2 separate regions of the Mus musculus genome follow, and region 2 is linked to region 1. The links are chromatin contacts, called in public HiChIP or PLAC-seq maps. All regions are on one chromosome and are shown on one strand. Each heading gives the region's core, a stretch centred on a gene start, on an enhancer-like site or on the middle of the called end of the contact. The rest is flanking DNA. Distances are from core to core; before and after follow the strand shown. Region 1 overlaps Ago2 (argonaute RISC catalytic subunit 2). Region 2 has its middle 19 kb from the start of Ptk2.

What was found. HiChIP or PLAC-seq counts read pairs in DNA pulled down with a chosen protein or histone mark.
Region 2: a contact with region 1 is called in a FOXA1 HiChIP or PLAC-seq map of pancreatic cancer cells. The contact joins two enhancer-like sites. A contact is called at or near these places in 2 of 115 datasets of contacts at active chromatin or transcription factors (extraembryonic endoderm stem cells and pancreatic cancer cells).

The regions. Positions count from the first base shown.
Region 1 is chr15:73,100,711-73,106,006 of GRCm38.p6, reverse strand. It overlaps Ago2 (argonaute RISC catalytic subunit 2), which reads left to right. Exons shown (of 19, transcript NM_153178.4): 19 at 1-4,382. Among named protein-coding and RNA genes, the nearest start is that of Gm31725, 5.1 kb to the left of the region's middle. Within about 2 kb of position 3,321, at least 19 of the 459 cell types and tissues checked have an H3K27ac peak or open chromatin away from gene starts, as enhancers often do. A contact at or near this core is called in pancreatic cancer cells, where this site is marked.
Region 2 is chr15:73,439,553-73,445,376 of GRCm38.p6, reverse strand. No RefSeq gene overlaps it. Among named protein-coding and RNA genes, the nearest start is that of Ptk2, 19 kb to the right of the region's middle. Within about 2 kb of position 2,841, at least 83 of the 459 cell types and tissues checked have an H3K27ac peak or open chromatin away from gene starts, as enhancers often do. A contact at or near this core is called in pancreatic cancer cells, where this site is marked.

The DNA of each region.
Region 1 (5,296 bases), core at 2,072-4,571:
GCGCTTCTTGTGACCTGCTTCACATATCAGGAGCTGTGTGGAGCCTGGAGACAGTCCACCTCTTGTGGCTTTTAGTGCTTAAGTAGAGGAATATGCAACTGGCTTCATGTACCAGCGATGCCCCCTCCTCCCTCCCCACCCCCAGTGTGGACTGTGTAGCCTGTACCTCTGGAAGGACAGTGCGCTTGCCAGTAACCTGCCGTCCTCCCTGCCTCGTCCATGTGTGTCGCTCAGCCGATGAAGCACAAATGGAATTTATTTATTCTTCCATTGCTGGGAAACAAGTTCACGTAAGAGTGCACTTCTCTCAGTGTGCAGTTATGGAAGGTGGGTTTCATAGGATCTATGCACTGAAGTGGAGAGAGAGCTGCCCATAGCGGCTCTGCCAGCATGGGACTGGCAGGTAGGAATGGACTGTGCCCGAGGACCTGACCGTGGGCAAGGCCAGCAGGGAAGGCACAGACTTTCTCTGGGTGTTGTTTGCTTCTGGGCCCCAGTGTGGGTTTTCCAGCCCAGAGACCATTGAACTGAGAAGGGGCCACTACGAGTGGCTCTGCGGATGGCAGCAGCCACGTCAGTGTGTGTGTCCTGTGGGGCTTTCTGTGCTTGTCCCGAAGCTGAGCAAGCATCGGGCTCGCTCCGTTCCACATACGCGTGCGTTCCCAGAAGGAGACGAGCCTTCTCTTGTGTGCTGCTCTGTGCTCTGTGGGTTTTTTCTACCCCTGCTGATGGGCCTCATCCCCCAGCTCTGCGTCATTTACCTCTGACCCTGTGGAGGAGGGAGGGTGCCCACCCTCTCCCCTGCCATGGCACCTCATGCTAGAGGACACAGTACCACCTTTGCCCCGTTCCCCATCTGCTCTGGAGCTGGTGGGAAGGGCAGACGCAGTTACCTGGGAAGTCACACCCTCAGCAGGTGTGTGTATCCGTGTATGCATGTGGGTGTCTTACTAATGACAATAGTCTCTTCTTGCTGTGTCTTTAGAAATCTTTTAAAGTAACAGGACCCCCCCTCCCCCCCAGTCTAAGAAGCACTGGGACTGCCTGCTATCCCATTGGCAAGTGGCACCTTCTCAAACTGTTTCCAAAACGATAGAAAAACACTCAGTTGGCCTAACATGGTCAGGCTAGGGAACTGGTTAAACTAGTGAACTTTTAGAATCTGAAATTGGATTGTTTTCAACCATTCTTAGAACCGCGTGTTTCTAAGGTGTGTCTTCAGCCCCTTGCCATGGGATCTTAGTCATGCAAGTGAGTTTTTTAGAATGCAGATTCTCACCTGCTGCCAGCTTCTTGGATCTGGCACTGTGTTCGAGGCCACCCCTCAACCCCCACCGTGGCTCTGTAGGCGCTTTCTGAGGCCGTCCCCCCTTATGATGCCAGGGGGACAGGAAGGAACCCCTATCAGAGCTCACACCTAGGAACACTTGTGGGCTGGGGCAAAAAATCTTGAGCTGGGAGTTTTGTTTTGATCACCTTGAAGGATAGGTTTTCTTTCTGATGGGCCAAAGTACTGGAAGCAAAGTACTTTCTGTAGTAGCCCATGCTTACTTGTGACACTTTTAATATGAAATGTATCCCCAGACCAAATGTCCCTAATTGAGTTAGATACACACCATTTACATGTCTGATGGTGCAGAGCTCATAAATGGCTATAGTTCCAATTTCTCAGGTAAATAATTTTCCCCAATTCCCGCCCTCCCCTTATTATTAAGATTAGTTTCGAGACAGTGTGAGACCTCAGAGTGCGGTAGCAGCTCCGGCCATCTTCTGCAGGAGCCAGCTTTTTGTGTGTATCTGTACCCAAGACTGGTGACAGGTGCCGTTTTCTCCTGAGGTGATACCTGGCCAAGTTTGACGACTGCCCACTTGCTAGCTGTGTTCCCAACCCCACTGTTAAGTAAGGTGTGCCTTGCTTTAAGCAAACTGAATGTGATTGTGTTGTGCTCTGTATCCATTTGGAAGGAAAACTAGGATGTGCCTGTCTCTTTAAGAGAGGCTACCCAATTAGCCTTTCATGGTGGGACTCTCCTAGTAGTACACTGTAAGATACTCACTCTTAAAAACCCATCATGACATCCATCCCTTTACCACTGTGTGCACCATGCAGCAGGTCCCTCCCTCCCCAAGCTGATGAAGCAATGCAAAACTCTAGAGAGACATCGAGGCCCCATTCCATAGATTTAGCCCTTAGTGATACTAGCAAAACTCCCACCCTGTCACTGCGTGTTTTAAGCCCAGATTCTCCTAGTCCCCATCAAGTCTGAAACCGAGCACGCCTGTACTTCTAGTCAGGGGCTGTTGGGTTTTGGCTTCCTTCTCCCTTTTGGGGAAATCCTCACATGCACACTTGATACCACTTTGGGTCTGCTCTGCCTTCTCCAGATTTGGCCTCTTGGCCACTCCTCACACCCACCCGCTTGCTGGCCTCCAGGCCACAGGGCACTGCCAGTGAGGAGACTGCTAGCTCCGTGCTGTCTGCAGCTGGCCCAACATCTGTATCCTAATGTTTACCTGTCACCGAGCGGCGCTTGATAGAAAGATGGCCCCTGCAGCGGGCTTGGGCAGGTTTGGTTTTTTTGGTTTTGGTTTTGTTTTTCCATTGTCTTGTTCTTGTGTTATTTTATTGGCTTTAAATGCAAATGTTGCTATTTATTTTTTCCTCTCTCTCCTGCTCTGGTTTGACTAAGCTGATCTGGCTATCCCAATGCATGTGGTACCTGATAGATGGATATGGTAGAGATTATTTCCCCTGCCTTTTATAACTGTCCCAGTGTTTACCTTCAGGCTTGCTAATGCTTTATTTTTGGAAGCCACAGATGTAGTTTTTCTGGATGAATTGCTTTTCCTATAGATGCAGCGGTATGCTTTTGCATTGATCTGCAGGGTGATTTGAATTTTATTTTTACAAGCAGTTTTTCAATCAAATTCTATATTTGATACAATGTGTTAAGGTTAGACCAGCCCGAAGTCATGCAGCTGGGGACCCCTGAGTGTCCAGGAGGCCTTAGGGCTGGGTGGCCTCTCTTGGTAGTCCCTGTGGTGGTAGCACTGGTCACAGGAACCTGCAGGGTCCTTCAGCATGGCCCTGAACTCTTGGATTGTTACAAGGATTTTTTTTTTTTCATGGGCATTTTGCTACACAGACAGTGGACAATCCCGGTGGCCCCAGACAAGCCATAAGCAACCTTTCTGTGACCTCCCCCTGACTCATCTCTCACACCCATGAGAAAAGGAATGTGCCCTGAGTAGAAGCTACACTTCCTTGGTGTTCATCTGCCTCACTTGTGAATGCAGATATTTTGTTTGTTTTAAGCCCTTCCCTGCAGTAACCATGCTGGCTGGCTCTCACATAGGCAGAGCACACGTGACTCTTGTCACAAGCGCCCCGTTGCAGGCATGCCGACTCCTGTAAGTTGCACTGATCTCTCAACAGTTTCCTTTATTGCGTCCAACTCCCCATCTGCTGTACTCATTTGAAGTGATTGTAAACAGATTCACAGTGGCAAGAGTGGGACATTGCCTCACGTCTGCCATCCCAACACACATTTCAGTATTACATGCTCGAGTGTGCGGGCTGGGCTCTTACTCTCTCGAGCATTGTGGGCTAGCCTTGTCTCAACACTCTGACAAGAAGTTCTCCCTCTCTATACAGGACAGCATGCTCTTTGAGACCTGAAGGCTTGAATGTAACAGATTAGTTAGGAGTCTTTGTGGCGCTTTGGTCTGTTTAGTTTTCTTGTGATCTGCAAGGCCCCCCAAAAGTATGTCCTTCTAGTTCCGTGTGGCCTTTGTCAGCATGGACAGCATATGAATAGCCCAGTCAGTGTTAACAGGCCATTGCTACATTCTTTGGTCAGCCCCTCAACTTAAAGTTGTGAGGTCACTGCTGTGTCAGACTGTCATTTGTGGTCCATCCATGGGAGACCTAAAGCCTGGTGCAGCCCTTTATGCCATGTGACCTTGCTGGGACCTAAGTACATGGTCTGTTTAGCCCCACGTGGACTGTCTGTAGTCAGGGTGCCCAGAGTCTGAAACAAAAGGAATTATTACACTCAAACCGCGGGGGAGGGGGGTACTGGGGACGGACGGACAGACAGACAGACAGACAGACAGACAGACAGACAGTGCCATTGCAGACATTGCAGAGCCCTCCCTCACCTTGTGTCTTTGGATTTGTTCAGCCATTTTATTTGTCTCAAGTTGAATGTACCGGCTTAGCCAAATCACTACAGAAGGTGGTTTCTTTAAACCTTTTAGACAGATGCATAAAAGCTACCTCTGACTTCTCATAGATTTGTGTTTGCTCTGAAGCATCGCTATCCACACTGAATATAGCCAAAATATCGCCTGAATAAACCGAGTTACGAACTCCTCTGTTCAGTTCTGGCTTGAAAATGTGTGAGTGCCATACTGTGATCTGGGGCCGCAGCTCCTCTGCTGCCACTGACCCAGGGACTCCTCAGCACCACCCAGCTGCAAGATCCTAGCGTCCGAGAGGCTGGTAGACTGGCTTCTCTGCATGGGGAACGTGCACCCTCCAGGCTGGCGGGCGTGACTGCGCAGGGCCGCGTGCGGCTGAGCCTGGAGATGGTCTGTTCCTGCCTGGCTTTGCTTTCCTGTTGAATCGTGTAAGAAGGCATCTTTACCCCTGCTTCTGAATGGATTGAAAGTGGCTTTCCTGCTCTCTCCTCCCTTTTTGTACACTATAAACTCATAAAGGTGCTTCAACACCGACTCTTGTGCAGATAATGTAGTTAAGCAGTTGCATGGATTCAGATAGTGCAGGCACAGCTGACCTTGGGACCCTGGTGAAAGTGAAGGACTGAAAGCCCTGCGCTCCATTTGGAAGGAGCAATGGGCTCTGCTTGACTAGAAGGTCCCTTTAGTGTTGGCAGAACAGAGATTTGTCATGGGGACCTGCCACCTCTGACCAAGCTGTCCTGTGGCTGTCTGCTTTGCTGTCCAGGAGGTCATCCTCTTACATCATGGCTCCACCTGCATCTCCTTGGCCTCTCCACCTAAAGTTTCCTTGGAAAGTCAGCATAAGATCCCAGATTTCCCTGTTTAGCTTGAGGGACAGATGGACAGTACCATGAAGGGACAGATTGACAGTGTCGTGAAGGTCGGTGCCTGGGGATTGGGCTGGGCTTAGGGGAGCTCTTCTAAAGGTTGTCTCTGCGCCCTCCCCAACCTCCCCCACATACACCCCCATTGTATTGTTTTGGGGGGTGTCATCTTCCATTCTTTTGACTTGGACAGCTCAGTACCCTTAAGAGCCCTCACATATTTCTCT
Region 2 (5,824 bases), core at 1,592-4,091, 340 kb before region 1:
TGGCTCAGCGGTTAAGAGCACTGATTGCTTTCTCAGAGTTCCTGAGTTCAATTCCCAGCAACCACATGGTGGCTCACAACCATCTGTAATATGTATATACTATATATGTATATACACACACACACATATACACATATACACACATATATATACATATATACATACATACACACACATACACACACACACAGACTGTGGAGTCTTGAAAGAGGGCATCAGATTCCCTGGAACTGGAGTTACAGAGGATTGTTAACTGTCATGTGGGTGCTGTAAACCAAACCCAGGTCTTCTGGAAGAGCAGCCAGTGTTTTTAATCACCGAGCCATCTCTTTAGATCCTCTGACATGGTCTGAGGTTCCTGTGTGCTCATTTGATAAATTCATAGGTGATCATACTTTTTTAAAAGTTTCATGTAGCCCAGGCTGGCTTCCAACTCCCTATGTAGCCAAGGATGACCTGGAAATCCTGATCCTCCTGCCTCTGCCTCACAAGTGCTGGGATTAGAGATGTACACTACCACACTCTGTTTATGCTCTGCAGGGGTAGAGGGGCGGGAGGAGGATGGGAACCAGAGTTTCATTCATGCCGGGCAGGCACTCCAACAACCGACTTTTATCCCTAGCTCCTAGTAAATATGTTTTCTATTTTTATGTGCCTGATGGATTGTACTGGACAGGTGGTGGCTATTTAAGATGCAGAGTTCTGGGAGCTGGAGAAATGGCTCAGTGCTTAAGAGCACTGACTGCTTTCCCAGAGGTCCTGAGTTCAATTCCCAGCAACCACATGGTGGCTCACAACCATCTGTAATGGGATCTGATGCCCTCTTCTGGTGTGTCTGAAGACAGCTACAGTGTACTCATATAAATAAAATAAATAGATCTTTTTAAAAAAAGAAAAGATGCAGAGTCCTGTCAGCACTCAGGAGGCAGAGGCAGGCAGATCTCTGAGTTCAAGGCTAGCCTGGTCTACAGAGTAAATTCCAGGACAGCCAGGGCTACACAGAAAAACCCTGTCTTGAAATATCCAAACTGCTGGGTGTGGTGGTGCACACCTTTAATCCTAGCACTTGGGAGGCAGAGGTAGGAGGATATTTGAGTTCGAGGCCAGCCTGGTCTACAGAGTGAGTTCCAGGACAGCCAGGGCTATACAGAGAAACCCTGTCTCAAAAAAAAAAAAAAAAAAAAAAAAATACCCCAAACAAACAAACAACCAAAAAATAAGGCAGAGTCCTTGGCAGTTATAGTCAAAGAGAGAGATGTGCTGTTTTATAAAATGGAGTCACTCAGGGCAGCAGCTTGATAGCAAGCATTTTATATAATGCGCAGTAACTAGAGTAGGGCACAGCCTGACCACCTCAGAGAGGCACCTTATGAGCGACAGGCAGGCTGTGCTACTATGGAAGCCCTTGGGTCCTTTTGCCCAAGGAGGAAGGAAAGGGTGGGAAACCATGGAAGACCTAGAAGCCAAGAACAGAGTCAGTCTGCCTCCATGAGACCCGAGAGGGCTGAAACACTGTCCAAGGCGGGCGGACCGCGTTAGAGAGGAAGCGAGTGTGGGCTAGGCTAGGCTAGGCTAGGCTAGGCTAGGCGGTAGCCAGTGTTGCCTAGAGTATGAGGGACATCAGGTGGTCCTCCGAAAGAAGGGACTTTTCCTGCTGAGAAGGACACGGGCGGAGGAGCCGTGAGTTCAAGGTAGCAGTGGCTTCTGGGGCTGTCAGTGGTGGCAAGGGGCTACCAAGGGCCCTCATAGTGTTCTCACTAAAGACCCCCATGTCCTAAACTTCACCTAGTGCAGTCCTCTGAGGAGGGTGGCTCAGAGATCACACAGGGACCCCCACAGGGAGTCAGGAGGCAGCAGGGCTCAGGAAAGGGAAAGGGGCCTTCTACCATCTTTCTCTGCAGTTTCCTCTGCCTGTTGGAGGAGGACAGGGAAAGCCTGAAAGGGGGCGTTGTGTACGGGGCGCGGGGTGGGGGTGGGGAGAAGAGACTAGAAATCCCGGAGGAAGGCCTGGGATTATGAAGGAGGCGGCTGGATTGGGGGAGGAGCAGGAAGCCTGTGTAGTCACTGCCCAGCTGTGACAGAAAGTAACCCAGGAGCTTACAGGGTCACCATGTGGAAAGAGAGGAAAGATTCCTCAGGGCAAAGTCTTCCTGGAGAAGGCTGCGGTAGCCAGTGGGAGTGGGCAGCCCCCACTTCCTATTTGGAGCAAGCCGGCAGCTGCTTGCTTCTCTGTCTAGCTTCTCCTACCCCTCTTCCACGACGTGGGGTCAGCTCATCCTCTCTCTGGGAACGGGCTGAACGGGGTACCTCTAAATGATGTGTTTGGTGCAGGCTCCTGGCAGACAGCTTCCCCCCCCTTTTTTTTTGAAGAGATGAGTAGATCTCACAATAACATCTTATTGAAACCCAGTGCTAGGTATCTTACAAAGATAGAAGAGACGAGATTAGCAGAAGGAATGATCCCCCCACACGCCTACATTCTAACACCTTCAGAGTTGCTCCTGAGACACCTTGATCTCAAGCATGACTCCGGAACGATGTAAGCCAACCTAGTTGGTGGTGAATTTCTCTGCAAACGAATACACCAGGACTCATTATCAACTGTGAGCAAGTGATAGAACCTGAATCTCCTGGATGTCCTGGCTTCTTCAGCAGGGCAGCAGAGAGGTCCCAAGGAGCTTGCAGGCCAGAGGGCAGGGCAGAGACAGGAGCAGGGCAGTGCCCGAGGAAGCTGCACCCAGACCTGCAGACCTCAGGGGAAGCAATCTCAGAGAAAGTGCCGCCTGTGGTCAGCGGTCTGTAGGCAAAGGGGAAGTGGCAGCTGCCCGGCCCTGGGCTGCGCCTCCTCCTCCACTGCTAGCTATATGAGGTGAATCAGTAACTCACACCCTCACTCACTTCTATGCACACACCCGGAGCCCTCCTGAAATCCTGAACTATTTGACTACTTGGGCTTATAGTTTTTCTTGTGTTTCTTCTTCTTTCTTTTCTTCTTCTTCTTCTTCTTCTTCTTCTTCTTCTTCTTCTTCTTCTTCTTCTTCTTCTTCCTTCTCCTCTTCTCCTTCTCCTTCTCCTTCTCCTTCTCCTTCTCCTTCTCCTTCTCCTTCTCCTCCTCCTCCTCCTCCTCCTCCTTCCCTCCTTCCTTTCCTCCTCCTCCTCCTCCTCCTCCTCCCCCTCCCCCTCATTCTCCCCCCTCCCCTCCCCCTCCCCCTCTTCCTCCTTTCCAAGACAGGGTTTCTCTGTGTAGCCTTGGCTGTCTTGGAACTCACTTTGTAGACCAGGCTGACCTCAAACTCAGAGACTGATCTGCCTCCGTCTCCTATGTTCTGGGATTAAAAGCACATGCCACCACGTCCAGTCGTAGTTTCTCTCAAAGGAAATCGATCATCTAGCAATGTAAGCATTGGTCCCTCAATTTTTTTGGGGGGGGGTTTGGGGGGGTTGTCGCTCCTTGCTGACTCCAGGTGTTCAGAGTCTCCTGTCCATACTGAGGCAGAGGCCAGCTCTTGCAGCCATCTGTGTACCCTGTGGACTGAACATACGACATTCCTGCCAGGAGACACACTCCCTGCTTTCCAGTCACTCAGCTTTAGGGACAAGGAAAGATCTTGGGTACACAGAAAGACCAGAAGCAATGACATTTGTTTCAGGTGCACAGGAGATGAACAGAAAAGACCTGTGGAGGGCTGGAGAGATGGCTCCAGTGCTTAAGAGCACTAACTGTTCTTCCAGAGGTCCTGAGTTCAAATCCCAGCAACCACATGGTGGCTCACAACCAACTGTAACAGAATCCAATGCCCTCTTCTGGTGTGTCTGAAGACAGCTACAGTGTACTCATACATAAAATAAATAAATATATCTTTTAAAAAAAAAGAAAAAAAAAAAAGAAAAGAAAAGACCTGTGGAGCAGATGTCATCTCACAGTAGAAGTCTCTGCCCCAGCAAGCTATGGCCTGGGTCTTTTTGTGACCACCCACAGGGCACAGCAATGCTGTTGGGCAAAGGGTAGGATTGGGTAGAGCTTTGGGTACCCTAGGTAACTTGACCTTTTTCTGGTCTGCAGGAGATGAAAAGAAGAAAGAGAGGGGTAAGCCTGAATTAGCTAGATAAGAGGAAACAGTTCGAGGAGGAAGTCTACCCCAAGCAACGCATGAGACTGGCTGGCTTAACGTGCAGACATTTACTGCTACAGTGTTGGAAGTCAGAAGTCTACACTGTCAGAGGCTGCATGGCAGGAGGACCGTTCTAGACTCTCTCCCAGAGGCTTCCTGCACCTGCACCCTTCAATGTAGGCATCTCTATCTCCTCTGTCACACGATGTCCATATGTCTTCTTCTCTTCTCACGAAGCACTGATCCTCTCAGGTTGTGAGAAGCTGGTGTAACCGAGATGCTATTTCCAAGCAAGTGCTGGCAGTCGGCGGCAGTGAGGGCTCCAATAATTCTTTTGAAGGGCGTGAATCACCTCACACTGGAGGCAGAACAGATGGGATCTGCTGCTGATTGGCGGGTGGGAAGCAGAGGAGACTATCTAGTTCCAAGGCAACTCTGAAACACTCGTGCAGAGGCTGATAGTCCCAGCCAGTAACTAAGGCTTCCCAGAGTTCCTGGTGAGGAAGGAAAACCGGAAGGAAACCTAGGCCGGCCCAGCGAGGCAATATGCAGGCCTTCCCCATGGAACGGGGACAGCTGAAACCTTCTAAGCAGGAAGGACAGACCCCAGAGAAGTGTCAGCAGGACTAAGAATGCCCACTAAGGCCTGGCATAGCAGTCCTGTAACCTAGTTACCTAGCAGGCTGAGGCAGGAGGATGGCAAGTTTGAGGTCAATCTGGGCAGCTTAATAGGACCTTATCTCCAAACAAAAAGTGGGTTTCAAATGTAGAAGGGGGCTTGCTGAGGATCCATGGGACCCTGTGTGCAATCCCTGCTACTACCAAACAATGACAGCAAGAAGAATAATACAGTACAATACAATACAGTACAATAGAAAGAATGAAAAAGAATGTCAAGGATGGTCTCCAAAGCCTGACAGCTCTCAGCCTGGCCAGCTTGACTTTTCCCAAGCTTGGGGGCTGTGAGTACCCATCACTTAGACCCCTCTCTCAGTGCTACCCCCTCTTATCATACTGGCCTCAGTGTCCAAATGACTCCTCCTATCCTGGTCCCTGGCCTCTTCTGACCCCATCCTCTCTTAACTCTGCTACTTGTGAAACCTCACTGCACTCGATGACTACCCTCATTCCCATCGTCCCCTAAATCACAATGCCCATTAGGCAGCAGTTGAAAGCAAGCAATCTTTCCCAGCCAGTCTATGTCTGCATGAGGTGCCAGTAACCCACCCTTAACCCTGGCTTTACCATTGCACTGGGTTCTCTGTTCTGGAAACCCACCCCATCTACTTTTGGTACCCTTAGGTGACTCCTGAATAGAAAAAAAAAATTAGAAAGGAGGACATGACTGTTCCTGGGTATGGTGAAGGAGGTTTATAGTGGATATGAGGGAGAGTATAACCAGAGGCAGAGGCATCTGTGAAAGTCCACAGTGAACATGATCTTGAGCCAGTCCTTAAGAGTAGATGCGATGGGAGGAGAAGACCCAGGAGACCAAGAGGCTAAGAGGGCAAAGGATAGACCCAAAAGGACCTGGTAACCAAAATGGCTGGATTGCATAGAGAAGGGCAGCTGGGAGAAGGGACAGTCCAGCCCCTGGGCTGGAGAAGTTTAAAGCTGTGGGCCTGCCATACCCTGACACCAGTAGGGACTGGAGGAATGCTGGGAGAACCTGGCAGCTAGGTCCACTTTGATAGGCTAAGTAGGTACTTTAG